2 separate regions of the Pan paniscus genome follow, and region 2 is linked to region 1. A link is a contact called in public Hi-C data. All regions are on one chromosome and are shown on one strand. The core of a region is the stretch at or near the end of the contact, and the rest is flanking DNA. Distances in the headings are between cores, read along the strand shown.

Region 1 (6,987 bases), core at 4,436-6,935:
GGGAGCCATCGAGCCTGGTGCTGCACAGATTCTTGTGATGCCACTCTTCAGGCGTTGCTTATTTATACAGCCCTCTACTGTTTGGGGCAGAACCCTGGTGACTGCCGCTGGGGCTGGGAGTAATTATGGCATTCTATAGGGAGGTGGCACCCTCATCATGTCCCAACCATTTCCCCAGAATTGCCTTTGATCCAGCTTTTTGTTGGGAAAGTAGCCATTAAGAGATGTCTATCTTGGCCGGGCGCGGTGGCTCTTCTGTCCCTCCTCCTTTTTGACTTCCTGTGAGGTAGAAAGGTTTTCCACCTGTTACCCACAGCTGAAGGGGTTTCCACCTGTTACCACAGTCCCCAGTGCTCTATACGAGACTTTCCCAGCACTTTGGGAGGCCAAGGCGGGCGGATCACGAGGTCAGGAGATCGAGACCATCCTGGCTAACATGGTGAAACCCCGTCTCTACTAAAAATACAAAAAATTAGCCAGGTGTGGTGGTGGGCACCTGTAGTCCCAGCTACTCTGGAGGCTGAGGCAGGAGGATGACGTGAACCCGGGAGGCGGAGCTTGCAGTGAGCCGAGGTCGCGCCACTGCACTCCAGCCTGGGCGACAGAGCAAGACTCCATCTCAAGAAAAAAAAAAAAAAAGAGATGTCTATATTTGGTTCCGTTTACATGGGAGAAACGAGACCTAAATTGGAAATGAATGGTTTCATGTTCCCAGAGCTGCCTCCTTTCAGGCTGTGCCCAGAGTTTGCAGAACCACCTGGGAGGGCACAGCCCCCTGACGCGTACTGCCTGGCCTGGGACTGAGATCCTGCCCCTGGAGGGAAGGCATCCACGGCGAGGTGCCTTCGATGTGGTGCATACTCCCTAAAACATTCTTCCTTCCCTGTGTTTGTACATTGAGTAAAATAAAGGACTTTGGGGGTCTCTGAAGTAGTCATGATTATTTCATAAATTATTGATTATTTCATGATTACTTCTTTTTTAACCCATCACGAAACAAAAACATGTGAAAATCCAGATTAAAATAGAAATAAACTACTAGTTACCCATATCCCCATTGTCTTAAAATAATGAGAATATCCACAAATTTCCTTTTGTTATTATTATTACCATTATTATCAAGGAAGGTTTTGGTTAAAGATAATGGCTTTACGTTATATTTTCAATTGAGGCCTTACTTTCTTTAATTCATTTTAATGTATTAAATTAATTTAATACATTGAATAGGTTAATACATTAAATTTAAATAAATTAAAATTTATTTTAATGTTTTAAAATTATTAAATTTAATGTAATGAATTTATTAATGTATTATTAAATTTAATGTCTTAAAACAATGTTTCATCATATAATAGGTTCAAGTTTACTTAATCAAACCTTGTTAGATATTTAAATTGTTTCTAAGTTATGCTGTGATAATCACCTTTATTTATATAGCTCCCCTACCCACCATTTTGCAATTTTTTTTTGAATAGGTTCTATGAAGTGGACCCATTGGGCCAAAGAGTTGAATCATCTAATGCTTTTGATGATACATATTCCCACATTCCTTGAATTGTTTTCTAAAAGGATTTTTGTCTATTTATATTCCCACCAACTGTAGTACACTCTTTAGCACTGGGTTCAGGATTTATTATTTAAAAGTGACCATTTAATAGAGGATGGTCTGTTGACCATGGATGAAGATGCCACGTTATTGTTCTATTATCTCTCTCTCTCTCTCCCTTTCTTCTGTCCTTCCTCCTTTTTGACTTCCTGTGAGGTAGAAGGGTTTTCCACCTGTTGCCCACAGCTGAAGGGGTTTCCACCTGTTACCACAGTCCCCAATGCTCTAAACTAGACTTTCAGAGACTCCTGGCATCCAGTGAGTGCCTCTCTGCAGGGATCTAGAGTATGGGAACCTCAGTGCCTCAGAAGACCCTGAGACCCCAAGGTCTCCTCATGTCACACCTGGAAAACGAGGGGGTGGTGCCTTAAATGCTCCGCCTACTTCACGTATTCTAAAAGCCTGCTCTGTCACCAGCTGACTGTACAGACTCAGGCTGGTGGGGTCCCAGTTATTTTTTCTTTGACACATTTTGGACTCTCTATACTTGCCATACCCTTCGCTGTCTGAACCATCCTTCAGGCTCAGAAGGATGAGAGCTAGTTTTGTGTAATGGTTCCATAGGGAGCCATCCCAGATTTGGCTCTTCAGTTATCTATTACGATGATAGCAGGGAATCCTTAAATGCTGTTCACTGTATCGCTGCTTATGTGCAGTGCCCCGAAACAATTCACAACTGGTTTGTCTGTGCGTCAAAGCTCTGTCATCTGCTTGGCCACAGGGGCATGCTCGTGACCTTCTAGGCAATCAGGTTCCTCTCCTGGTGAAAATAGGAATATCCTTGTGCCCAACCTGTCAACAAGCTGGGTATGCAACTGGCCCAGGACCTTACTGAATGGCGGGGTGGGGGGCACTAGGAGAGGATGGGACATATTCTGAGGCATTGTAGAGGCTGGCGAGATGAGAGTGGCTGAGATGGTGAGTGGGTCCCTGATCCCAGGCCTTGAAGTCTTGATTCCTACAGTTCTCCCTTTAATCCTATGCCCTGTTCCCAAACCCTTCTCAGCATGAGCTGATAAATTCTGTTTTGTGAATTAAGCTAGTTTGACACGGACTTTCTCTAACTACTTGTAAATAATCTCCACTAACACATCAGCTATGAAGGCTTTCCCTATTCATTCCTAATTGAGGTCCCAGATATGTACAATATCTAGTTTTTTGTACTTAAGTTTTTATTTTGAAATTTTATAGATTCACAGAGTGTTGCAAAAATAGAGGTTTCATGTACCCTTCACTGGGATTCTTCCACTAGTGACATGTTATGTAACTATAGTTCAGTATTAGAGCCAGGTAACAGATAGTGGTATAATCTGTAACTCCTTTTTGAATATTTTTAAAAGAATGTCTAACTGTATGCTTACAGATGTCAAAGCCTGACTCCTGTGGTCAGGAGATTTACAGGCTAAGAAGAATTACACAAACCAATGAAGTTCAGGTGTGATGAGTGTTACACCGGTGGGTGTGGGGTGCTCCTTCACCAACTCACTATGTCCCTGTAAACCTAGCACTTGGCATTTGTTAACTTTTTTTTTTTTTTTTTGAGATGGAGTCTCGCTCCTCTCATGCAGGCTGGAGTGCAGTGGTGCGATCTCGGCTCACTGCAACCTCCATCTCCTGGGTTCAAATGATTCTCCTTCTTCAGCCTCCCGAGTAGCTGGGATTACAGGCGTGCGCCACGCCCAGCTAATTTTTGTATTTTTAGTAGAGACGGGGTTTTGCCATGTTGGCCAGGTTGGTCTCGAACTCCTGACCTCAGGCTATCCACCTGCCTCGGCCTCCCAAAGTGCTAGGATTACAGGCATGAGCCACCGTGCCTGGCCTGGCGTCTGTTAATTCTTTAGCCTCACAACAACTTCATAACAGCAGTACTGTTAGCATCATCATTCCTTTTGCAAAGAGAGGAAAACTGAGACACAAAGAAGTTAAGCAACTTGCTTAAGGTTACAAGGTGTTAGGGAGCAGAGATAGAGTTTCATTAAACCCATGCAGCCTGTACTGAGAGCCCTTCTGCATAAGTATTATGCAACAGGACTAACAGAAAGGTAGTACAATGCCTTTCCCTGAGCCTTCCTGGACCTTTCACCAATATTCTACTCCTCTTTCTCCCTCATACCATCTCTTTCCTGCTTCTTGGGGTTAGACACTTTCACAGCTGCAACCATATTTATGGATCTCTCAGGCTTTGCTCTAACACAGCCTGGCATTACCTGGGTACACCCTTCAGATGTGGGCACCTGCCTCTAAGCAGCAGGTGGGGTCAGAGGGAAAGTCAGTTCTCAAAGGTTGTTGAGAGTGCAGGGTTCTAGCCTCACTTCTCAGGGATTGCTTGTTGGTGGTTTAGTGCTGTAAAACAACAAACAAAACAAATCAAAACCCACCAGAAACACCAGGAGAAGTCTTGCACAGCAGAGGAACACGTTTACTTGTCAGTTCATGGTTTCAGTCTCCAGCCCCACAGCGTTGTACATGGTGGAGGTGGCAGTGGTGGTGGGGTTGGGTAGTGCCCACAGTGCCTCACTCTGGGGGAGGGCAGGGAGGTGGGCAAGCATGTGAGCAGGATGAAGGGCATTTAGGAGGACAGGGCTTGGTGCAGGGCTGGGGAGGGCAGGATGAAGGAGACTGCGAGGGGCAGGGCGGGCACTTGGGTGGTGCTGGACACTTTTCCCGTGGGCACTTTTCGGAGCAGCGTTGCAGCAGCTTCTTTAAACAGCTGGGCTGGCATTTGGACTCACACTTTTGTTCACACTTGGGATTGCAGTTCTTGGGCTCAGTCTTGGGGTCATTTGATTTAATTTTATCATCACTCGACATTGTTTCTTGATTATCTGAGCCCTGCAAAGAAATATGAGATGCATTGTAGGTGGGAGAGGATACCTACAGGCTTCTTACAGCTTATCCTTGTACTTAAGAAAGTCTTCCCTGAGATGCATTCAGGCTCTAGATCATCTTCTCATTTAGGGCCGCCCTCATCCTTGTATGAGTTTGAGATAGCATTTCTTAATCTCTCCACCCTTAACTCTGCTTCCTTTTCACTTATTCTTGCTTCCATGCCGTAGACTCTAGTAGGAGTTCTTAACCTATGGTTTTGGACCCCCCACCTCCCCCACCCCACTGAAACTGTGTTTCAGTAGAGTTGGTGTCTCTGTAACTCCATATGTTGTATTTAATTCATTTAGAAACATGATTCCAAGGAGTCCCTAAGTTTGACCAGATTGCTCAAGGCATTCATGGCACAATAGAAGTTTCGCTCCTCTAGGGCCACTTCCTGTTCCTCTGAAGATAGATGGGAGGTACACTAGCAGACTTGGGGGCCTAGGACACTGCTTTCAATCCTGTGTCCCACCTAAGTTCCCTGAACCTTGAGAATTGCTTTCTTTACTAGAGGCCATGGGAGGGAAAGTAATTTAATCCCTGCCATGAGTGGGTTCCCATGGGCTACTCTAGAACTGCCCACTCCTTTGCCTCCATCCAGGTTCTGATAAATAATAGGGTAAGGGAAGAAATCAGGAGATGAACCACGAAATTCCAATTTCTCTGAAAATCTGAATGATAGAGCCACAAAATGTGATTTTCAGAAGGGAATTCCTTTTCTCTCCTGTTGAGTTTTGCCCTGAGCTAGGCATTTCTGTACGGACAGTTTAACTCCTAGATATGGACAGGGATTTTCAGTCCCTCACAATACTTCAAGTTGGATCTAATTGGTTATATTTCTTTTAACAATATAAAAGTAACATTTTAAATTTTGTTTTAAAATCAGTATAGCTCTCTGGGGAGGCATATTATTAAGTTGAACTCTAAAATTGTTGAGACTCTATTCCAAGGTGAAGCACACACCAGTTCTTACCACTGAAAATAACAGGAAACTTTCATTCAAACATGACTTTCCCAACCCTGCTCAGTGCGTGGGGTACTTCAGGTCACTCCCAGGGTAGAAGAGGCCAAAGAGTGGCCACTTCCACCTGTCCAAATGCAACTTACCCCTCTGTGTTGGTGGTGAACTTGACAAGCAGTTGAGTGAGGTGGATGTTATGGCTGTGCCTGGGAAGGTGGCTTTTCCCTCTGGTTCCTCTGCCCAGATCTGAGGAAGCTGGGGGTGGGGGCAGGGGAAATGACCTCCACTTATGAGGTCATTGCAGCATCATCGAGGGGCAATTGTTGAGTGACTCCATAGCTCCCAGCACAACAAGCCCTGGACACCAGAATAGAGCCATGATGAATCACCCCCCTTGGCTGTCCCACCCCTCCCTAGACCCCTCAACATTCAGGCTGGTAAAATGAGGCTGCAGTGAAGAGTCCTGGGCTCTGAGGATGGGAGGCTCATTGTTGCTAGGAGCAGAAAAGCTGGCCCACTGTTGACACATGGTCTCCAGCTCCTCTTCCACCCTCAAAGTTTAATTCCTCTGAACCTGCCCCTTCCCCACCCTTCTAGGAGAGCAACCCTGAATTGATCACAGCCATTTTGACATTCTTCTTTTCTTTATTTTTCTAATGTGAGATTCTGAAACCTCTTCTTACCACCCCACACAATTGGGTTAGCCCCAGATCCTGCCTTAGGGCACAAAGATTTGCCTCTCAGAATTCCTTCCTTGCCTTTTTTAAAGGCCTGACCAGGGTCTTTGTGGTTGGAATGGGGGTGTGTTAGGAGTGGCGATGGGAGGCTGGAGTGTGAAAGGTGGGTAGGCTTAGACACAGGGTGCCTGAACTCAGGTTTAGGAGGTTCATCGTGGCAGTCATCACGAATGAATCTCTAGTGACTTTTGATTAAAATTGTGACACGATTGTGCCTAAGGTATTTAAATATTAGGATGGATTGGGAGATGGGGTGGTGAAGTAAAAGTCGAATGAGACTGTTTTAAAGAAATTATGAAAATCTCCACATCTGAAGGAAGGCAGTCATGGGTCTGGGTGCCCATGAGAAAGGCCTCATTAGACAGGCAGATTCATGGGACTTATTTACTGACTGTGCAGAAAACTAAGAACTGAAGATGACTCCGAAGCAAAAGGGCTTCTTCCTAGTGTACTAGAGGGCAATACGATGACACCAGGTTTTTGAGAAAAGAAAAGCTTTTTACTGCAACTCGACCATCAAGGAGACAAGAGTTCAGCTCGAATCTGTCTCCCTGTGCTGGCTTTAAGGCAGTCATTTTATTGGGAAAGGTTAGGGATTAGATTCTGGGCTTAGTAGGTGACTGGTGGAAGGAAAAGGGAGGGCTGGAAAAAGTCCTCGGGCATGGGAAGTTATGTCTTCATGCTACCTCACGGGTCACATGTGCAGTTTCGGGGAGGGTCAGTATGAAACATGCAGTGGAAATTTGGCTGTGACATCAGCACGCTTTTTCTGTGCAGACTCCAGTCTGCCAGATTGGCTCCAATGACTTCAG
Region 2 (6,802 bases), core at 563-3,062, 230 kb after region 1:
GACCCTACTTGTCAGGGTGGAACCTCAGAAGAAGCCCAGACACTTTCCTCACTTTGGGAAATGGATGGGCCTTAGCTGTGGCCACGCTGGAGCCTGCAGAGAATGAGGCCTCTCTCACACCCACCTGGGAGAGCATCGGGGTGGGATATAGAAGAAGCCAAGGTGGTATGTGTGGGGAAGCGTACGATGGGAAGAAATCCTTATAATGCTTCCTTACATCTTGGGCAGGAGGAGATGTGAGAGGAGGGTAGGCTCAAGAGCTGGAGGGAAGAGGAGAAGGAAGAAGAGAAGGTTCCATCTGGTAGCCAGGATGGTGGATGATGGTAATATCCAGTCCATCCTTACTTCTGTTTACTCTTGGAGGCTTGCTGGGCTGAGGGACACTTCTGCTGGGCTGGAATGATGGTGCCCTTTGGTGGGCATTGCTTCTTGACCTGGGGAGCACATGGATCCTTGGTTTTGGGTGCACATGTCTCTTGACATTTAACAGGGGGTGGCTGACAAGGCTGCTTCACTTGCTGCTGCTGGGCCCTCTGGGGTGGGCACTGCTGCTGCTGCTGCTGCTGCTGCTGCTGCTGGGAAGACATTGCTCTAGGAACAGGTGAGCCTAAAGGAAACCGGGCAGTGACACCATGAGAAGGGTGTTAAAAAGTAGCCTTTTAACACCCTTTTTAAAAAGATGGTTAAAAAGTAGCCCAGACATTTTACAAGGTCAAAGCATGCCATCTTAGCTGACAGATCTGGACAATGTCAACTGGCTCCCTTTGATAATGAGAATGGGCAAGGATGTGGGGGCATGAGGAGAGGACAAAAACAGTCTCTGTCTTACAGGTAAGCATCATGGTGTGTGTGTGAGTGTGTGTGTGTGTGTGTGTGTGTGTGTGAGATCGGGCTGGAGAAGGGGTGTATAAGAATGCAGAGACCTGATCTCTAATCCCTGCTCCACCCCTGACTCACCATGGGAGACTAAGGCAAGTCCTATGTGGCTATAGGATAGTGGTTCCAGCCCTCTACAAAGAACTGGGAAGCTTGAGGGCCAGCCAAATAGATCACTGGAGCCAAAGGATGACAGGAGGATGTTCAAAGGAAAGAGCGCTAGCCAAGAAGGCTCAGACATTGGTTCTAGGTCCATCCTGCCATTAACTTCATGGGCAACCTGCCTTCTGTGGGTCTCAGCACCCTTATTAGAAGGATGCTGGTCAGGAAATTCCCTGAAGCCTTCCCAGCTCTGATGAGGGTCTCTGGCTATCTTTGTAGGCAGTGTTCCTTATGGTCTAAGTTAATGATTATAGATGGGAAGTGCAGGCCTCAGGAAGTAAAGAGGTGGCAATCAGAATAGGGAAGCATGAGAGCTGCATAGGATTGAATAAAATGTTCAATATACCTGTTTGCATACACCTGGAAGAAAAGTTTAAAGCTTACTGGTAAGCAAAATGCAGAATAGGGTGTGAGAAACCTTTAAACAGGGCTTGGAATTGCTACAAAATCCTGTAGCTCTAAATATCTCCTTCTTCAACAATAAAAATCTTCTTTCTGGGGAGTCAAACCCATAATCAGAAAATAAGTCATACTGAGCAATGGTGCGGAATGGAGATTAAACTTTCTAAGTACCGATTAGTGTGCCATTTCCGCAATTGTCAGAAGACTTGTGTCACTTCCCTGATTACCCAAGGATGGAAGAGGATCTTGGCCTAGCGGCTCAAAGGAGTTAAAGGCGAAGGAAAGCGCCCTACAAATCCCAGGAGAACAGATGAGTTCCCACTTACCAGAGGCGACAAGATGGACCCCAGGAGAGGAGGCTGAGCCCTTGTCCACAGGCAGAGCCACTCCAGGAGCCTTTATAGGGCCCCCAACCTGCCCTGGGCACTTGGTGTGGTCCTGATTACCACCTCCCAGGGAATTCCTCACCCACTTCTCCCACCTGCACTTCCTTCAGGGACTTGCTTTGCTGACCTGTTTTGATGAAAGCCACCCACCATATATTTTCAGCATTCCAAGTCTCTGCACCTGAGCTGATTTAACCCACCAAAGGTGTTTGCTCAAACTCAGGGATTCAAGATCTTTTAAATATAGTACAAATTGAAGGAGCTGTTTGCAGACAGACAGTTATAAGAAATATTGAAGAAAAAAGAGGAAGAGGGAGAGGATGGGGTTTGGGGCAATTCTGACAAAAATGTGAACATCCCGTTTTCTGCAAATTGCTGCCATTTCTTGAGCACTCACTGTGAGGCTAGCACCAGGACCACCCGTCATGCTTATTATTTCATTTCATCTTCCTAGCCCCTCTAGGGAAAGTGTCGTTGTTACCATTTTGCAGATGAAAAAAGTGAGGCTGAGAAAGATTAAACAGCAGAGATGGGATTTGAATTCAGATCTGGATGATTCAATGCCTAGCCCCAGGTACCACTCATCCCCCTTCCTCAATACACAGTGCAAGTGTCCTTCCTATTCCAGGGGGACAGTTCACGAAGTGTTCTGTGAGGCTTCTCTGGGGCACAGGTAGAAGATGATGTGAATGGTGCCCCAGCACACGGCGGTGCTGTCCCCATCTGCCCATTGGGAGTCGGGGTGCTGAGGAGTATTCGTGGTGGTTACAGAACGTGGGATAGAATTGGCCCCTGTGGTAGACTTGCCACATAAAATACAGGACATTCAGTTAAATTTGAATCTCAGATAACAGAATATTTTAAAAGTATAAGTATATTCCAAATATTGCAGGAAACATACTCAAAAATTACTTGTAGTTTATATGAAATTCAAATTTCACTGGGCAGGCTCTATTTTTATTTGCTAAATCCAGCAATCCTACTCAGGGCCTTATCTAGGTGGCAGGAAGGAGCCCTGGTCCTCCATTTAGCCTCCTAGGCCCTGGGATGGAGAAAGGCAGGGCCTCTGGGAAGCTGGTCCACCTCTAGCCCTCTACCCCGAAGATTGACCTCAGGATGCTGCCCAACAAGAGGCCATGCAAGGGCTCACCACTGCCATCATCAGAGGAAGGGGTAGGATGGCCCGAGAAATGATAGGAATACCTTAATGTACTTTCCAAAGCATTTTTCAAATCCCTCACCTCATTTAATCCTCATGACAATTTTACTGACAGTTTAAAGAGGCTGGCCCAAAGAAGTTAAAGGACCTGCTCAACCACATGCAGCTGCTCAGGGTGGAGCTGGGTGGGTGCCTGGCCTGGGGCTCATTTCCACTCCATCACCGCAGTCAGCATCTCCATGGTGGACAAGTCACTGTCATTGGGTGGGGACCATGACTAATAACGTCTCCTGAGCTTTCTGTCTTATGTGGATGGAATACTGTTCATTTTTCAGGGTCAGCCTCACTTTAATCAGCCCCTTAATTTTCCCCTCCAGGCCAGACCTCCCCCACTTCCTCTTCCCAAGCCTAGCAACACTAAGAATGTAATATTCTGGGTTCCAGATTCTGGTTCTGCATTCCACCTCCAAGAAGAACACCATCTCCACCTGCAGCCCTCATTTCCACATACCCCCAGTCCTCTGTGCTCTTGCTGATATGAACTCTCCACAAGGAAACTATGCAGCAAGACAGATTTGCATGGACATAGACCAAGGCTTTTCATATGCCTGGTGCCTCGAAGGCACTGGTATGTGTGTATTGCCTGTGAACAGATGGGCAGCTCCATCCCTCATGTCCCAGTCACCCATGTGGGTTTACTGCAATGAATTTTACTCCTATTTTTCCCAATTTCATCATTGCCCTTTTATTTTATTAATAAAGAACTCCTGCTTAGTTTTGAAGCATTCTGTCATGTGATAAAACTCGGCTTATAAAACAGCTATCATCTCAGAGGATACCCCAGGGGTGACCCAGATAGAGACCTAAATATGGCTGGCCTTAAAGGGACCATGTGTCATAGATCATAAACATTCAAGACCCAGTCAACCTCATGTGCATTCAACATGTTACACCTTTCAAAACCTCCACACTCGACTTCCCTGTCAGCTACATTATTGCCAGTCTACAGAGAGGGAAACTGAAACTTTGAATGAGGCCATATCTACCCCAAGGTCACATGAGGGCTAATGTCAAAGCCAGGGTTGAATTGCAGGTCTCCTGGCACCACAGTCCCTCTCAGTCAGCTGATAGGAGTGAAATACTGGGCAGCTTCTTAGCAGAGGCTGCACTGATGACAAATTACGAAGCTGCTTGAGGTGGTCTCCACCTCTTCTTGCCCCAGTCTTCCTCCCGATTCCCTCCCTGGAAGCCAGGTACTCTTTTTTTTTTTTAAATTATACTTTAAGTTTTAGGGTACATGTGCACAACGTGCAGGTTTGTTACATATGTATACATGTGCCATGATGGTGTGCTGCACCCATTAACTCATCATTTAGCATTAGGTATGTCTCCTAATGCTATCCCTCCCCCCTCCCCCCACCCCACAACAGTCCCCTGTGTGTGATGTTCCCCTTCCTGTGTCCATGTATTCTCATTGTTCAATTCCCACCTATGAGTGAGAACATGCGGTGGAAGCCAGGTACTCTTTTCCCCGCTAGCGCTAGCGTGTCCTCCCTCCCCCTTCTAAGAGATCTTCACTGATCCCTGTCTCACACTGCCAGACACAGCTGCTTTTTTATTAGTTACTAAACCTTATCAAACACTTCCATATGCGGTTTTCACAACACACTATGAAGAAAGCTAATTGTATTATACATTTTATAGGCGAGAAAACTAGCTCTGATGGTCGCTGGATCCAGAATCCAGGATGGAGGGTTCACCCAAGTCTCTTAAATGGGTAATAGCTGATTTCCAAACACCCTGGCTGGCTAGGGCAGTGGATTATGCTCTCAAAGGAGAGGGGAGACTTCCTGCCACCCCTCAAATCAACCCCTCCAGATAAGGTGGGCCCTGGGAAGCTGTGTGGAATGGTGACTCTGCAGTCACCCCTCCCAGCCCCACTGCCCCAGCCGAGCCACGGGATTGTGTCCTGGCCAATCTGGAGTTCTGCATCTGCTTTCTTATCTTCAAAGGACCACGCTGTGTTAAAAACCAGAAAGCCGAGCTCTGCATCTTCCCGCTCAGGGGAGCAGGCACCTGAGAGCAGGTGCGTGCCTGTGACTCCATCAGGGAAGGGAGGGCGCAGTTAAGACTCATTTCTGAAGCTGAGTCAAAGCTTGAGAAACCCAGCTCCACCCTGCAGGCAAACAATGGGGTAACTGGCAGAGGCCTGAGCACTGGGAGGGGACCTACCAGAGACAGTGTTAATAATTTAACTCTTAATCCAGACACATCTTCCTATTTGTCTCTGGATTTTGGAGAAAAGAAAGGTTGTTAATGACTTCATCTGGAGACAAATGGAACATATTTATTATGCCATTTCCAGGAATGAAAGAAGAAAAGGCAAAAAGGAGCATCCTGGGTGAATCATCAGAGAGTTTTAGGGGAGGAGGACCAAGCTTAGTAGAGAAGACAGTGGAGGTTTGGGGCCAGGGTTCCTGAATTTTAGCTGCTTGTCCTTGTAAGGTGAAAATTCAAAACCGAGCAAGTAACATCTCATTCTAAAAATTAGATTTAGCTGGGCATGGTGGCTCATGCCTGTAATTCTGGCACTTTGGGAGATCCAGGCGGACAGATGGCTTGTGGCTAGGAGTTTGAGACCAGGCTGGGCAACATGGAGAGATCTTGTCCCTACAAAATAAATTTAAAAATTAGTCAGGCATGGTGGCACATGTCTGTCATCCCAACTACTCGAAAGGGTGATGCAGGAGGATCACTTAAGCCCAGGAGGTCGAGGCTGCAGTGAACCATGATCGAGCCACTGCACTCCAGCCTGGGTGACCAAATGAGACCCTGTCTCAAAAAATAAAATAAAATAAAATAAAATCAGAATAATGTAATATTTGATTTATCTTAATTTTGGGTTGATAGTTAACCAGCAGTCATGGCTTAGAAAATTTTAGTTTCGTGTTTCTCCCCTCACTAATTACTTAACAATCTGTCAATAGACACTTTGGAAGATGCTACTTAAAGAGGCCTTGCAACTTTTTTTTTTTTAAATGTAGGAAGTCCATTTGCAATATAAGTCATTTCACCCTCTAATTTAGGCTGTCTGCATAGAAGATGTTTTGATACCAATGTTAGATATTCTGTATGATAATACTAAAGGAAGTTCCTTTCACAGAACGACTTCCTTGGAGGGAGAACAGTGAGAAGATGAATCTCCAGAAATGTGTGGTTAATTTATCTCCTCACTCCACCCCTCATCCCACTATGATACATTTCTAGAAGACCCTAGGCAGTACTAGGAGTTTAGGGGGAAACGAGCCCTGGACCTTGTGTGATACACTGGTCTCCATGGAACATCCATAGACCATGCACTGTGGAAGCTGAGCACTGGCAGTGGAAGGGTCGGGGTGAGTAGCCAAGTCGCCCATCTGGGAAGCATGCTAGGATCTGCCTCATGGAAGACAAATGGAGCTGAAGCACTAGTCCCCCTTTCCTGTGATGTGACATGGTTACAGTTAGAGACACAGGGAGGGAGCTGAGGGAGGAGGGAGATAGCTCTGGGAATACTCGCCCCTCACTGGCTGTGAAATCTTGGGTACATCCCCTAACTTTCCTGGGTCTCAATTTTCCTAGTTTCCAATATGAAAAGATTGGCCAACATTATTGCTAAGGTTCCATTGAGGGCTAAGAGTCTGTAAATGTATGATTAGGTCAGGGAAGGCAGCCTTGTTTCATCCTGGTGGAACTGACAGTGAATTGAGGGTGTTGAGGTTGATTTCAGGATCAGTGGGTAAGAGTGCCTTCCTTGGTAAATGGTGTCCGCTATGAG

The links. Hi-C and Micro-C count contacts between places; a contact is called where the count stands out from the background.
Region 2: a contact with region 1 is called in a Hi-C map of fibroblasts, with 2.5 times the contacts expected there. The contact joins the promoter of SPRR4 here to the promoter of LELP1 in region 1. A contact is called at or near these places in 2 of 3 Hi-C or Micro-C datasets (fibroblasts and induced pluripotent stem cells).

The regions. Positions count from the first base shown.
Region 1 is chr1:96,637,069-96,644,055 of NHGRI_mPanPan1-v2.0_pri, forward strand. It overlaps LELP1 (late cornified envelope like proline rich 1), which reads right to left and starts at 5,686. Exons shown (of 5, transcript XM_003817189.7): 1 at 5,585-5,686; 2 at 3,985-4,438; 3 at 1-279. The coding sequence starts at 4,417. The coding sequence ends at 4,121.
Region 2 is chr1:96,873,937-96,880,738 of NHGRI_mPanPan1-v2.0_pri, forward strand. It overlaps SPRR4 (small proline rich protein 4), which reads right to left and starts at 1,813. Exons shown (of 2, transcript XM_057302543.2): 1 at 1,767-1,813; 2 at 1-607. The coding sequence starts at 587. The coding sequence ends at 342.